Regions from separate parts of the Sus scrofa genome. Here region 2 is linked to region 1. Evidence: chromatin contacts called from public HiChIP or PLAC-seq data. All regions are on one chromosome and are shown on one strand. The core of a region is the stretch at or near the end of the contact, and the rest is flanking DNA. Distances in the headings are between cores, read along the strand shown.

Evidence for each region. HiChIP or PLAC-seq counts read pairs in DNA pulled down with a chosen protein or histone mark.
Region 2: an H3K27ac HiChIP or PLAC-seq map of alveolar macrophages shows a contact between it and region 1. The contact joins the promoter of MYOF here to the enhancer-like site in region 1. A contact is called at or near these places in 10 of 47 Hi-C or Micro-C datasets (alveolar macrophages, embryonic fibroblasts, mesenchymal stem cells and 5 more) and 1 of 2 datasets of contacts at active chromatin or transcription factors (alveolar macrophages).

What each region holds. Positions count from the first base shown.
Region 1 is chr14:104,878,144-104,884,185 of Sscrofa11.1, forward strand. MYOF (myoferlin) reads right to left here. Exons shown (of 54, transcript XM_021073854.1): 6 at 4,756-4,922; 7 at 3,995-4,123; 8 at 741-803; 9 at 608-658. Among named protein-coding and RNA genes, the nearest start is that of MYOF, 60 kb to the right of the region's middle. Within about 2 kb of position 3,303, at least 11 of the 83 cell types and tissues checked have an H3K27ac peak or open chromatin away from gene starts, as enhancers often do. A contact at or near this core is called in alveolar macrophages and retroperitoneal adipose tissue, where this site is marked.
Region 2 is chr14:104,938,655-104,945,004 of Sscrofa11.1, forward strand. It overlaps MYOF (myoferlin), which reads right to left and starts at 2,558. Exons shown (of 54, transcript XM_021073854.1): 1 at 2,074-2,558. The coding sequence starts at 2,161.

The DNA of each region.
Region 1 (6,042 bases), core at 2,053-4,552:
GATGGCAGTGAGAGTATGAATACCCATCTAGCTGACCCAGATCAACTTCTAGAACTTCAAGAAGTAGCTCATTCCATGTAGAACTGCTAAGAAGGCATCCACTAGAATCTGTCATTAATTCCAGTGTGAGTTACTAAGAAAAGCACCTTGATTCTCTTCTCTGGCTTGCCTTTCATACTCCAGATATACAACAACTGGCTTTGTAGATAGAGCTATGGGTCACTGAAAAGTGGAGCTGGTATTGGGTTTCTTGCCAGAGTCAAGCCCCCTTCCCTTTGTAGCTGCGTATTGGCTTCCATCCACAGTAGGAACTCTGGGAAGGGCCCGGATATGGCAGCTTCCTGGCATCGTGCTTTAAGGCACTAAGTGCTATACTTCAAAGGTTACTTGACCCAGGTCGAGGACACTCAACTGGTCTCTAGCCTCTGGGGTATTCATATCCTGCTATCGTTTCAGCCTTCAGCAAGGATCACAGCATCAATGCCTAACACGTAACCTTAACACATCACCAAGATGGGCATCCTGAGACCTGGCCAGGAATCAGATCTTCAATACGAAAGTGCCCATCTTTGATGTGCACTGAAAGAAACAGACAGTTGACACCCACCTTAAATTCTCCCATCAGACAATCTGCCCGCAAAGAATGGGAATTATAAACCTGGAGGAAAGGAGAACAGTGAAAAGATTATCTCTTCATCTGGCAATGAAATCTGCCTTCCAACCCATGCCCAACCCGTTACCCGAATGCTGATGATCTCATCCATCAATTCAGAAGGAGTCAGGTGGACATTGTAGAAAAACAGCTGTTGAAACAAAAGAGAAAAATGTTTGAATGTCAGCTGGAGTCGACTAAGGTTTAGTGGGGTCTGATGCTACAATCTGAGGGGCTTTCCTAAAAAACACCAGACAATCCCAAATTAGGTGTGACTATTTGAACCCATTGTAGGACCTTGGAAAAGGCCCTGAAATTTAAATGTCATGAACTTCAAGATAAACTCTGAAGGTTGAAAAAAGGGAAAAGTGGCTAAAAAACAACTGTAGGGTTTATTTAACTAAATAAAATTGTATACTTGAGATCAGATATCTAGTAACTGACTAAAGATCTAAGGTTTTTTCATGTCTTAGGACTTGCATGATCTGGAAAGTTGAGGCTCTCTACCATTTTTAATGCTATCATTTCTATCCAATGACTCTAATTTTGTTCTTTTAAACAAAACACCTTTAAAGCCAACTCTTCCCGTTAGATAATGGCAGTGCCTCAGCAGGGTCAGTATGGACCACATTTTAACTCACTGTAACAGCTAAATTTAAGAAGGTCGATTCTTGGAAAATAAAATGGGGGGAGTTCCTGCTGCGACCAAGTGGGTTAAAGGATCCTGCTGTAGCTTGGATTCAATCCCTGGCCCAGAAACTTCCATATGCCATGGGTGTGAGTGGAGTGAGGAAAGAAAGAGAAAGGAAGAAAGGAAGGGAGGGAGGTAGGGAGTTAAAAAGAAGAAAATTGAGTATACCATAAATCTAAAGTTTTAGGTGTCAGTAAACTTTAATGTTAAGAGAGAAAAATGGAGCATTTATTTTTTGGCTGCACCCATGGCATGCAGAAATTCCTGAGCCAGAGATCAAACCTGAGCCACAACAGTGACAACACTGTCTCCTTAACCTTCTGAGCCACCAGGGAACTCCTGAGCATTTATTTAAACTGAGACTCTTTTCTCCCACTTTTTAACTAGAAATATTTCAAGTTTACAGGAAAAAAAAAATTGAAAGACGGCAAATAAACACTCTTTTTCACTTACATTGGCCAATTATTACCATTTTGAGACACTGGCTTTTGGCTTTCTCTCTATCTTTTTTTAACTGAGCTATATGGAAGACGGTTCTAGATAATATAACACTTTATGTCTGAAAAATACATTTGCACATATCTCCTGAGAGCAAGCACATCTCTCTATATAATGACAACACTATTATCACACTCAAGAAATTTAACATAGGAGTTCCCATTGTGGCTCAGCAGGTTATAAACCTGACTAGTATCCATGAGGACACAGGCTCAATCCCTGGCCTTGCTCATTGGGTTAAGAACCCAGCGTTGCCATGGCTGTGGCACAGGCCAGCAGCTGTAGCTCTGATTCGACCCCTAGCCTGGGAACTTCCATATGCTGCACATGGGGCCCTAAAAAGGAAAAAAAGAAATTTAACAAATAAGTCAATTTTCAAAATTCTACAGTTGTCCTGAGAAAATTATTCTTAGATTTTCTTTTTTCAAATCCACTTCAGATCTTACATTGTATCCACTTGTATCCTTTCAGTTTCCTTTTATTTAGAACAGTACTCCCAGCTTAATTTTGTTTATTTCCATCAAGACCAGTTGCTTTGAGGAATCTCACAATCTGGGTTTGCGTCAGTGTTTCCTTACTGTTAGAGCCAAGTTGACTACTGGACAAGAAATGACACAGGTGATGCTGAGTACTTCCATTATCTCACATCAGGTCACACATGTCCATTCGTCCCACTATCGGTGATACTAAGTTTAATCACTTGGTTAAGAAGATGTGAGCAAACTAGGGATTTTTTTAGTAAAATCTTTTTGTTGATTATGAATTGTTCTGTTTAGAGGCTCAGTTATCTGAGTCTTCCCTTTTGCCAAGAAATCGAATCTCGAAAGAATTCAATAAAATAGAAAATTCTGAGGTGGAGATTCCTATCGGTCTTCTCAGAGGGTAGCTGGATAGATATTTGTCCTGCGTTATAAATGCACTGACAGGTCCTATGCCTTAGGCATCAAGTCATCCCGTATCTGTATCTCGTGCTCTGGGCAATCCAGTCTTGCCCTCCAACATGACCCTTTCCTAGCCTTTCCCAAATCCACTTCCCGTGCCCCCACCTCTCCTGTTAGCTTTAAAAAAGTTTTTTATTATAGTTGATTTACGATGTTCTGTCAATTGCTGCTACACAGCAAAGTGACCCAGTTTATACACACACACACACACACACATTCTTTTTCTCATATCATCTTCCATATATTCTATCCCAAGTGATTGGATGTAGCTCCCTGTGCTATACAGCAGGACCTCATTTTCCAGTCAGCTTTGACACTACTTCCCTGGGCTGTCATTGGCGATTGATCTAAGGAGAAGTTACAAACGGGAAGAAGATGGGGCCTCTAAAAGCTGGTGGCCAGTTTGAACAAAGGGAAAGAAACAGGAACATCACACAAAAAAACCCAGCTCCTTGTGTGAATAGAGGTCAGAAAACAGAACCAACACCAGAGGCAGGGCTGGGATGACAAGCTGTAAGGAACCCAGACGAACTGTGAGAGGAAACTGCAGTAGGAAAGGCCTGGGCTCAGAGAACAGAGCATGAGGCCTGGGAATGCTCAGAAATGCATCTCCTCACAGAGTAAGACTGGTCTATGAGAAAGTGCCCAAACTTATCATTTCTCTTCACAGCCCTAATCATGGAGTTCCGTGGTACTGAAAACAACTGTCAAGGTACTCAGTATTTTTGAAGAGTGCTGCAGAAGTCAATAGAACAGGCTATATTCTCTGTATGGAGAGAAAAAAACCCTTTTTGCCCATAATTGTTTTTTTTTTAAAAAAAAACCTATGCTATTTTTATAGGCAAATAGGTTTTGACACTTTAAAAAAGTTGGGTTACTTGGTCACACCGAGTCCTCCATCAGAGACACCTGCTAATTAAGGAGCAAAGGCAGATGTAAGTGCTTCATGTGCTCCATTTTAAGGGACACGAGAACATGAGAGGAAGGGCTGTGTCCTGATTTTGTTGCAAAACCACCAGAAAGACACCAGCAGCTCCAGGAACCAATGATGAAAGAGGCCCTGTGACTTCAAGATCCAGTGGTTCTTAGTGCAGAAGTTTTGCTGGAAGTTTGTTAAGTCTGTACACGTGTTCCCCTCCCATGTGTGGAAGCCAGGAAGGTGCGTATAAATAAAACCGACTCACAGAACAGGATGTGCATTCGCCCGTTTACCTCATCAAAAAAAGGATTGTTCCCTCGCTTGATTCTTGTTCGGTGTGTCTGACCACAGACGTGGACTTTGACCACAGGTCTGATGTTGTTGCCACTTAATTGCCGGCCCTCGATCACTCGGACACGGATCTGCAAGCACAGAAGGGGAGTTGTCACTGATCCTGTCTGAGCACGACAGGTAAGAGAATCCTCGGGTGTTGCCTCTGCTTGTTCACCTGTAACGACTACTGCTCAGGCCAGCCAGCTTTGCAATGTTTCGGACTGGGAGAGGCCACCTATGCTCATTCCAAGCTGGGAACTGGGGTGGGGCTGCCAAAACCAAGATCAGGAGTGGGGCTGCAATACACCACAGCTGGCCTAGGAAAGCACAGAACAGGGCAGAGGCCATAGCTCAGACTCTGGCCTCCTACCAGGTCTTCCTGGATCCGTAGAGGTACCAACTCACTGCATGGCTGTTTCCTACGGACGTGGCCAGAGCTGTGAAAAATGCCATACCTGTGCTTCTATTCTTGGATGAGCTCTTCCTACCACTAGAGGGGATTTTAGTTCATGGAAGAGCCTCATCTGGATTGACTACATCTGCTGCTGCACGCAGAAGAAAGATGGGGAGCTCTTCCTATTGGGTTGATGCCCTGATGTCCTTTTTTACTAGTTGTATCACCGCCCACAGGCAGTGGCTCCTCCCAGCAACACCACAATTGCCAGAAGCTGGACAACACAGTGGTGCAAAGCAGGGGGGGTGGGGGTTCTGCCATCCCTACCTGGAAGTCCTGTGGCTTGTTAGACAGCATCCGCCGGCTGCTCCTCCCTTTGGTGAGCCTCCGGGCAAGGTGAGCTTCCGACGCCATCCCTCCTGGGCCCTTGGGTCCGGGGACCTTGATGGTATTGTCCAACTCCTCCTCGTCACCGCCATCTTCCTCCTCTTCTCCTAAAACCCCAAAAAGGGATCCAGTCAGAGATGGCCCTCACCCTGTACCTATCTGAACACTTCAGAGAATTTTCCGTGTTCCCGAGGCGGCAGGTGAAGGAGACACCTTTTGGTGACACAGACTTGGGAGGGGTTGTGACTCGGGTATAGATCTTTAGGAAGATGTGTTCCCACGCATCTGGGCACTCATTCCAGCTGTCTCCAAGGTGACCCGGAGAACGTCAAAGGCGTGAGGACAGTGAGAAGAGGAGATGGCGCAAATGAAGGGACCCTGCCAGAAATTCCTCGGATCTGACCTGGAAACCCACCCCGAGCTGAGGTCAGGGGCCTTTCCATGGTTAGGACAGTGAGGTAGAGAAAAGCTGGGGAAAACTGGAGTCTTGCAGGGAGACTTCAACTCCAGCCTTCTTACCGCAGGTCTTTTCCATAGATTTTTTTTTAACTGTTGAGGGTTTGTCTGCTTTCACCCTGAGCCTCATGATCATGAGTGCCTTCTCCACGGGGACCTCACGGCAGATGAGAAACTCACCAAGCAGACTGCGGTGGTCATCATGCTGTCTCCCTTTATCCACTGGTTGTCACCTCCACACACATCTATCCCCTCATTTATCTCCTTAACTTTCCTTCACACTCAGGGGAAAAGACATTTTCTGCTCAGTAGAGCAAACTCCCTCCCCATGCCTGAGATCCCACTTCCTTCTGATTCTTTGGAGGAACCTATAAATGTCCCTCCACTTCAAGTACATCTGGTGGCTCTTTCCCCATAGAGACCTTCCTGCTGCCTTCACATATGTACAGATAAAATCATCTAAAACTCATCTTTGCCTTCTATCTCTCCTCTCTTATTCAGAAACTCTTTAAAACTCAGTGACAAACTTCTGTAATACTTTTTTTGTAATAGACAAAAGGTTTGAACTCCTAGTAATTTGTACAATATATTTTAAGAGAGACTAGAAAACTAACCTCCTTGTCCAAAAAATACCAGCACCTGCACTCCCTACCTTTGGATCCTGAACCTCCTCCTTTACAATGCAAAGTCATATAAAAGATTTAATTTCCATAGGGAATCATCTGTCAGTCACTCACATCATAGTATGAATTAGTTCCATCAGCCTGCCTT
Region 2 (6,350 bases), core at 1,308-3,807, 60 kb after region 1:
TCCCTGACTTTGCTCAGTTGATCAGGGCATTGCTGCGGCTGTGGCAGAGGCCAGCAGCTGTAGTAGCTCTACTACAACCCCTAGCCCGGGAACTTCCATATGCTGTGGGTGCAGCCCTAAAAAGAAAAGAAAAAAAAAAAAAAAAGGAATCTTGCCATTGCAACACCGTGGTATTATGCTAAATGAAATAAGTTAGACAGAGAAAGACGAATACCCGATGATTTCACTCACATGTGGAATATGAAAAACCAACAAATTAAACCAAACTAACCATGTAGATACAGAGAACAGAGGAGGAGTGGGGAAGAGGGTAAAATGGGCAAAGGGGATAAACTGTGTGGTGAAGGATGGAAACTAAATTTTTTGTGGTGTGCATGCTGTAGTGTATACAGAAGCAGAAATACAACGTTGTATACATGAAGCTTATAAAATGTTTTAACCAATGTTACCTCAATAAAAATAAAATCAAAAATTAAAAAGAGAAAAAGGTTTTTTTATTTGGCCATGCCCACAAAACGTGAAAATTCCCGGGCCAGGGACTGAACCTTCACCACAGCAATAGCAATGCCAGGTCCTTAACCACTAGACCACTAGGGAGCTCCAGAGAAAAGGATTTTTAGAAAGAATACATGCAAAGGAACTCTGATGTAACATGACTACATGATATTCACTAAGCAGATTCTCAAACCACACTGTCCTTTAAGAATCCAGCTTTTAGGAGTTTCCACCGTGATGTAATGGGTTAAAAAATCTGACTGCGGCAGCTTGGGTTTCTGCAGAGGCAGGGCTTCAATCCTTGCCTGGCCCAGTGGGTTAAAGGATCCAGCACTGATGCAGCTACACCGTAAATTTAGTCCCTGGACCAGGAACTTCCATATGGCTTGGGTGTGGCCATTAAAAAAAAAAAAATCCAACTTTTGTCCCCCAAATCTTTTTTTTTAAACTAAACAGCCATTTAACATCTTTGAGTTTTGTTTTTTTTTTCCTTGCATTTTTCAACTCATCTCATAGGGAGAGATTTGAGAAAAGGAATAAAGATAAAATGGACAAAAGAAAAGAGAAAGGCACATGTTTACTAAGAAACTGGAAGGGAGTAGTTTCCTGGAGGAAAAGAAAAGTGTGGCAAGGTGTGGTCAGGAACAGCATGCCCGTCAAGGCTCCCACTTTCTTTGCCCTCTCCTCTCATTCTTTGTCCATCCCTACTGCCAAAAAGTTAACTAGCAATCTTACCAGTAACCTTTTGCAAACAGAAAATGATAACGCTCCTAAATTCAGATTTAGATGCACCACTCCAGCCCAAGTGGAATCACTACAATGCATGGGCGTATGCCATCACACCCTCCAGTCCTGTCCCCCTCCATCACATCAAATGTCATGAAAAATAACCTGTTGGGATTACAAAGGCCTTTTAAAGACAACCTAGTCTAAAGTCCGCTCACCTGTGTTGCAGAAAAGAAAACTGACATCCAGAGAAATGAAGTCACTTGCCCAAGTCATTGAGCAAGTCCAAACTAGATACCCAAACTGCAGACTTGCATTGTTCAAGCTCTACGAGCAGTTTAAAAGCTACAGAACATACGAAAAATACCCAACTTTGGAGAGATGAAGAACAATTACAAAAAGGCACAAAAGAACATGAAAACAAACCAAAATAATTTTGCTCCACCTCCCAGAAACTCAGACACAATAAAAGCAGCAGGGGGCTGTTTTACAGAGCAGTAATACCTCGGAAAGTTTAATTGGCTTTTTTTTCCTTTACTCATTTCTCACAGGCAAAGGCAATAAAAATGCACACAAGACTGCTGAAACTCTTACTCTGAACCAACGCAGACCTTTTTGGTACCTGAATTTGGAGATTAACAAATAAATCTTTCCTTCAGAAATCACAGAGCCCTGGGGAAAATTAAATGCCTTCCAGAGAAATGGTCCTCTCCCCTGACCTGCACAGGTAACAAACTCCAGCTAAAGCCGCAGAGACTTTTATAATTCACCTATACGCTGACTTTCAAAGAATGGGACCCAAGAAACTAACATTCCCAAAGGGCACTGGAGAAAAAGAATGCTTTTCCTTACCTTTAAAAATAACAGAAACAATAGGATCCGGTTTTCCAAATTTCGTTTTAGGGATGTTGCTGGCAGATTCCACAATCACTCGAAGCATGGCTCTCGATGGGCAAAAAGCAAGTTTCAGCAACGAAGTTCAGAGCAAGTTTCAGCAATGAAGTTAGGAAGACCTGGGCGCTGGGGCTCCGGGCTGCGCCGCCCGGGGAGAGAAGGCGGGGGAAGACTTCTCCGGCGAAGGGGGAAGGAGAGGCGATGGGTGGGTCTCTGACGGATTATTTACTGAAGGTTACGTGTAAACTGATATCCAAAGGCAGCGCCGCAGGCACCTACTTAAGAATTCGAGAAATGTGGAAGTGAACGGGACAAAACCTCAACTAAGAACAACTACGGGCAACAAATGAAACTGAAAAGGGTTCGGAGCTGATAAACGTGGACAGGTCAGGAGACCCCTGAGACCCTGCCGCTAAAAGCAACAATTCTTGAAGCACCATTAATTGGTTTCCCGTTACCCCTTCCATTCTCTTCTTCTTTTTTTTTTTTTTTTCCATTCTATTCTGAATCTCATGGAGTTTTAAAACTTTAATCGATCCTTTTCTTTTTTTTTCTTTTTCTTTTTTCTTTTACCCTTTCTTCTGTAGTACTGTGGAACACACCCACTCAGCATCAATTTAGAGAATTTTTTTTTTAAGTCAGCTAAAGGGTGCCCCCTATTGTACAGCAGAGAAATAAAAGAGTTTATTTCAAGCAAGCCCAAATCCAGAAGCGGTAATAGTTTACAAAATTGGTGTCTTGGGACTGATCCTTTTCTTTACAAAAGGCCTCAGCATAGGATTTCCTAAAAACTCCTGAAGAGGTGAGAGCTGGGGACCTGAGTGTTCTTGATCCATCCAAACTGCTGGGAATCTTCAGTGAACATGGAGAAGTGACTCCACTCTTTCAGGATCTGAATCCCAGCAGTGTCTTCCTTTCCTTTGTTAAAGGAAAACAAAACAAAACAAAACAAAAAACAATGGCACTTGTTAAAGTGGGTAAAGAAGACTTTAGTGATTAGGTTTAGGAACCACTGCCCTGGAATCTTGCAGTGGAGGGAGAGAGATTGGGCTCAACTCCAAACAGGGCATGGGCAAGTGGGAATTTATAACCCAGAAGCAGGTTGGGGTCAGTGGATAGAAATTACTAGGAGGAAACTTCAGGAGAAAAGGGGGATTCTGGCTCAGACAACCTAACAAGATTCCTACTGAACATAAGTCATGGTGACCAGACATCACCTGAGTGATGGAGAACGAAGAACCCCAAAAGATAAAGAGAGTGATTAGATAAGGAGGGAGGGGATTTCTGGATAAACTGACTCAGCAAAGTTCTTGCTAAAACTAAATTTTACAAGGAAGTACACAGATGGGCCTAGGAGAAAGTTCAGGAGCTTGACTAAGTTTGGCCAAGCCAAGAATCTTTACAACTTGAAGGGTGTGTTAGGTGGTGCAGCCTGGTGATTACAGTCCCTGGAGGAGGCAGACCTGAGTGGGGTCCCTGCTTCATCACTTTTGAGCTATGTCATCTCACAGGTTTCTACACCCCTCTCCTTTGCAGTTATCTGTAAAATGAAGGTGAAGATTGTCATAAGATCAATGTGTGGGGCCCAGCAAAAAGCACACAGTAAATTCCACACAGCCACAACAGAAGTTCCTGCTTATTCATAGCATTTCATAGCATTTCCGTTAATGCAAGTTGGGTTTAAATCAGGATCTCATTGTGTTTCAGAAGAAAAGGCTAAAGCTAGGAGTGAAAAAACATAGGACTTCCTTTTTCTTTGAACACACCACCAGAAAGATCCATCTGTAAGCCAACACTTCAAGTGCACTGAAAAAGTATGGTTTACCTACAAGATTTCTTCTGTCTCGGTGAATTTCTCAACAGCTTATTATAAAGAACCAATGAACCCAATGTCATATTCTTTATTGTATTTTGTGAACACATAGACCAATGACAGTCTATATTTAGTGAAATACAGACTATGTGTTTTTTTTTGTTTTTTTCCTGGCTGGTTTTTATTTCTCCTTTTTATTGTAAAATATATTTACAGAAAAAGGAATACAACATAAATGTGCCAGTTTAACAAACAAACATCCAGGTCAAGTCAGAGAACATTATCAGCACTCCAGAAGTCCCTCTGATGTCCCATATGTCACAGTCACCTCCTTCACCCCATAGGTAGTGACTGTCCTGATTTTTATGGTAATCATTTCTTTGCTTTGCTTTGTAGTTTCTGTCCCCCAAATAGTTTAGATTTGCTTAATGATGATCACAGGACTTATTTTATACATCATGAACTTTATAGATATGTACATTTATACCTACGTGGATGTATATGTACATGCATACACATATTCACACAGAATGAATTCTTTGATATAGTATGACCTTTAGGGAAATGGAATATAAGTGTGAATTCTTTTGTCTTTGGCTTCTTTTATTTCAACATTGTATCGTGAGATTCATCCATGTAACTCTATTTTGTTTACTCTCATTTCTCTAAGGCATTCCTGTGTGTGAATGCACCACATTTTATTTATTTTTTTCATTTCTTTCTTTTTTTTGTTTTTTGTTTTTTGTCTTTTTGCCTTTTCTAGGGTCTCTTCTGCAGCATATGGAGATTCCCAGGCTAGGGGTCTAATCGGAACCATAGCCACTGGCCTACGCCAGAGCCACAGCAACGCAGAATCTGAGCCGCTTCTGCAACCTACACCACAGCTCATGGCAACTCCAGATCCTTAAGCCACTGAGCAAGGCCAGGGATCGAACCCGCAACCTCATGGTTCCTAGTCGGATTCGTTAACCACTGCGCCACGAAAGGAACCCCTCATTTCATATTTTTATATTATCCTTCCTCGCTCCCCTCCTTCCTTCCTTCCTTTCTTTTCTTTCTTTCTTTTTGTCTTTTTAGGGCCAAACCCACAGCACATGGAAGTTCCCAGGCTGGGGGTTGACTTGGCACTGCATCTGCCAGCCTATACCACAGCCACAGCAACTCAGAATCCGAGCTGTGTCTGTGACCTACACCACAACTCATGGCAATGCCGGTTCCTTAACCCACTGAGCAAGGCCAGGGATCGAACCTGCATCCTCATAGATACTAGTGAGTTTTGTTACTGCAGAGCCATAACAGAAACTCCTATCCTTTCTTTTTAAAAAAATTTTATTGTAGTTGATTTACATTGTTCTTTCAATTTCTGCTGTACAGCAAAGTGACCCAGTCACACATCTATACACACTCTCTTTCTCATATTAAGTGTACCACATTTTATTAATCCATTTCACTGTTGATACACATTTGGATTATTCAGAGTTTCAAGCTATAACAAACAAGGCTACTCTGAACATGCTTGTGCGTGTTCGCTTGTACGAATGTGCATGAGTTGCATTTTGGGTCTAACCTGTGAGTGGAATTGATGGATCAAAGCATATATGTGTATTTTCAAAATTATTAGGTAATTCAAAATTGTTTTCCACAGTGGTTGTACTGTTTACACTCCCACCAACAGTGTAGAAGTCTTCCTGTTCATATACTTGGCGATGTTAGATTTTTCAATGTTTGCCTGTCTGGTGAGTTTATAACACTATTTCATTGGGATTTTAATTTGCATTTTTCAGATTACTAATGAAGTTGCATACCTTTTCATATTTACATTTTCTAATATAGGACATGCAAATTCAAATATGTTGTGGATTTTTCTATTGAGTTCTCTGTTTTTCTTACTAATTTGCAGAAGCTGCGTATGTGTTTTGAATACTAGTTCTTTGTGGGCTGTGTTTTCCTTTATGATAAGTAAATTTTTCATATTAAGAAATCATTTCTACTCTGTGATTATGAAGATATTCTTCAGGATTATCATCTAGAAGCATTTTGTTTCATCTTGTACACTAAGATTTATATTCTGCCTGTAATTGTTTATATGTCATATGTGGTTAGAGGTCACATTTCATTTTTTCCCACATGAGTATTTAATTGATCCAGTACCATTTATTGAAAAATTTGTCCTTTCCCCAAACCTAGGTCATTTATCAGATGTATAGACGTATTGGGGTCTGTTTCTATGCTCTCTCTTCTGTTTCATTGATCTATTTGCCAGTCTCTGTACCAAGACTACTCTGTCTTAATAATAGTCTTATAAAAATTTCATAATAAGATTTTGAGCAAATTCTCCCATCTTGTTATTTTTCTTCAAGTGTCTTGACTCTTCCTACATTTTAAGATTCATATTAGGATCAACTTATCAAGCTGCAAATAT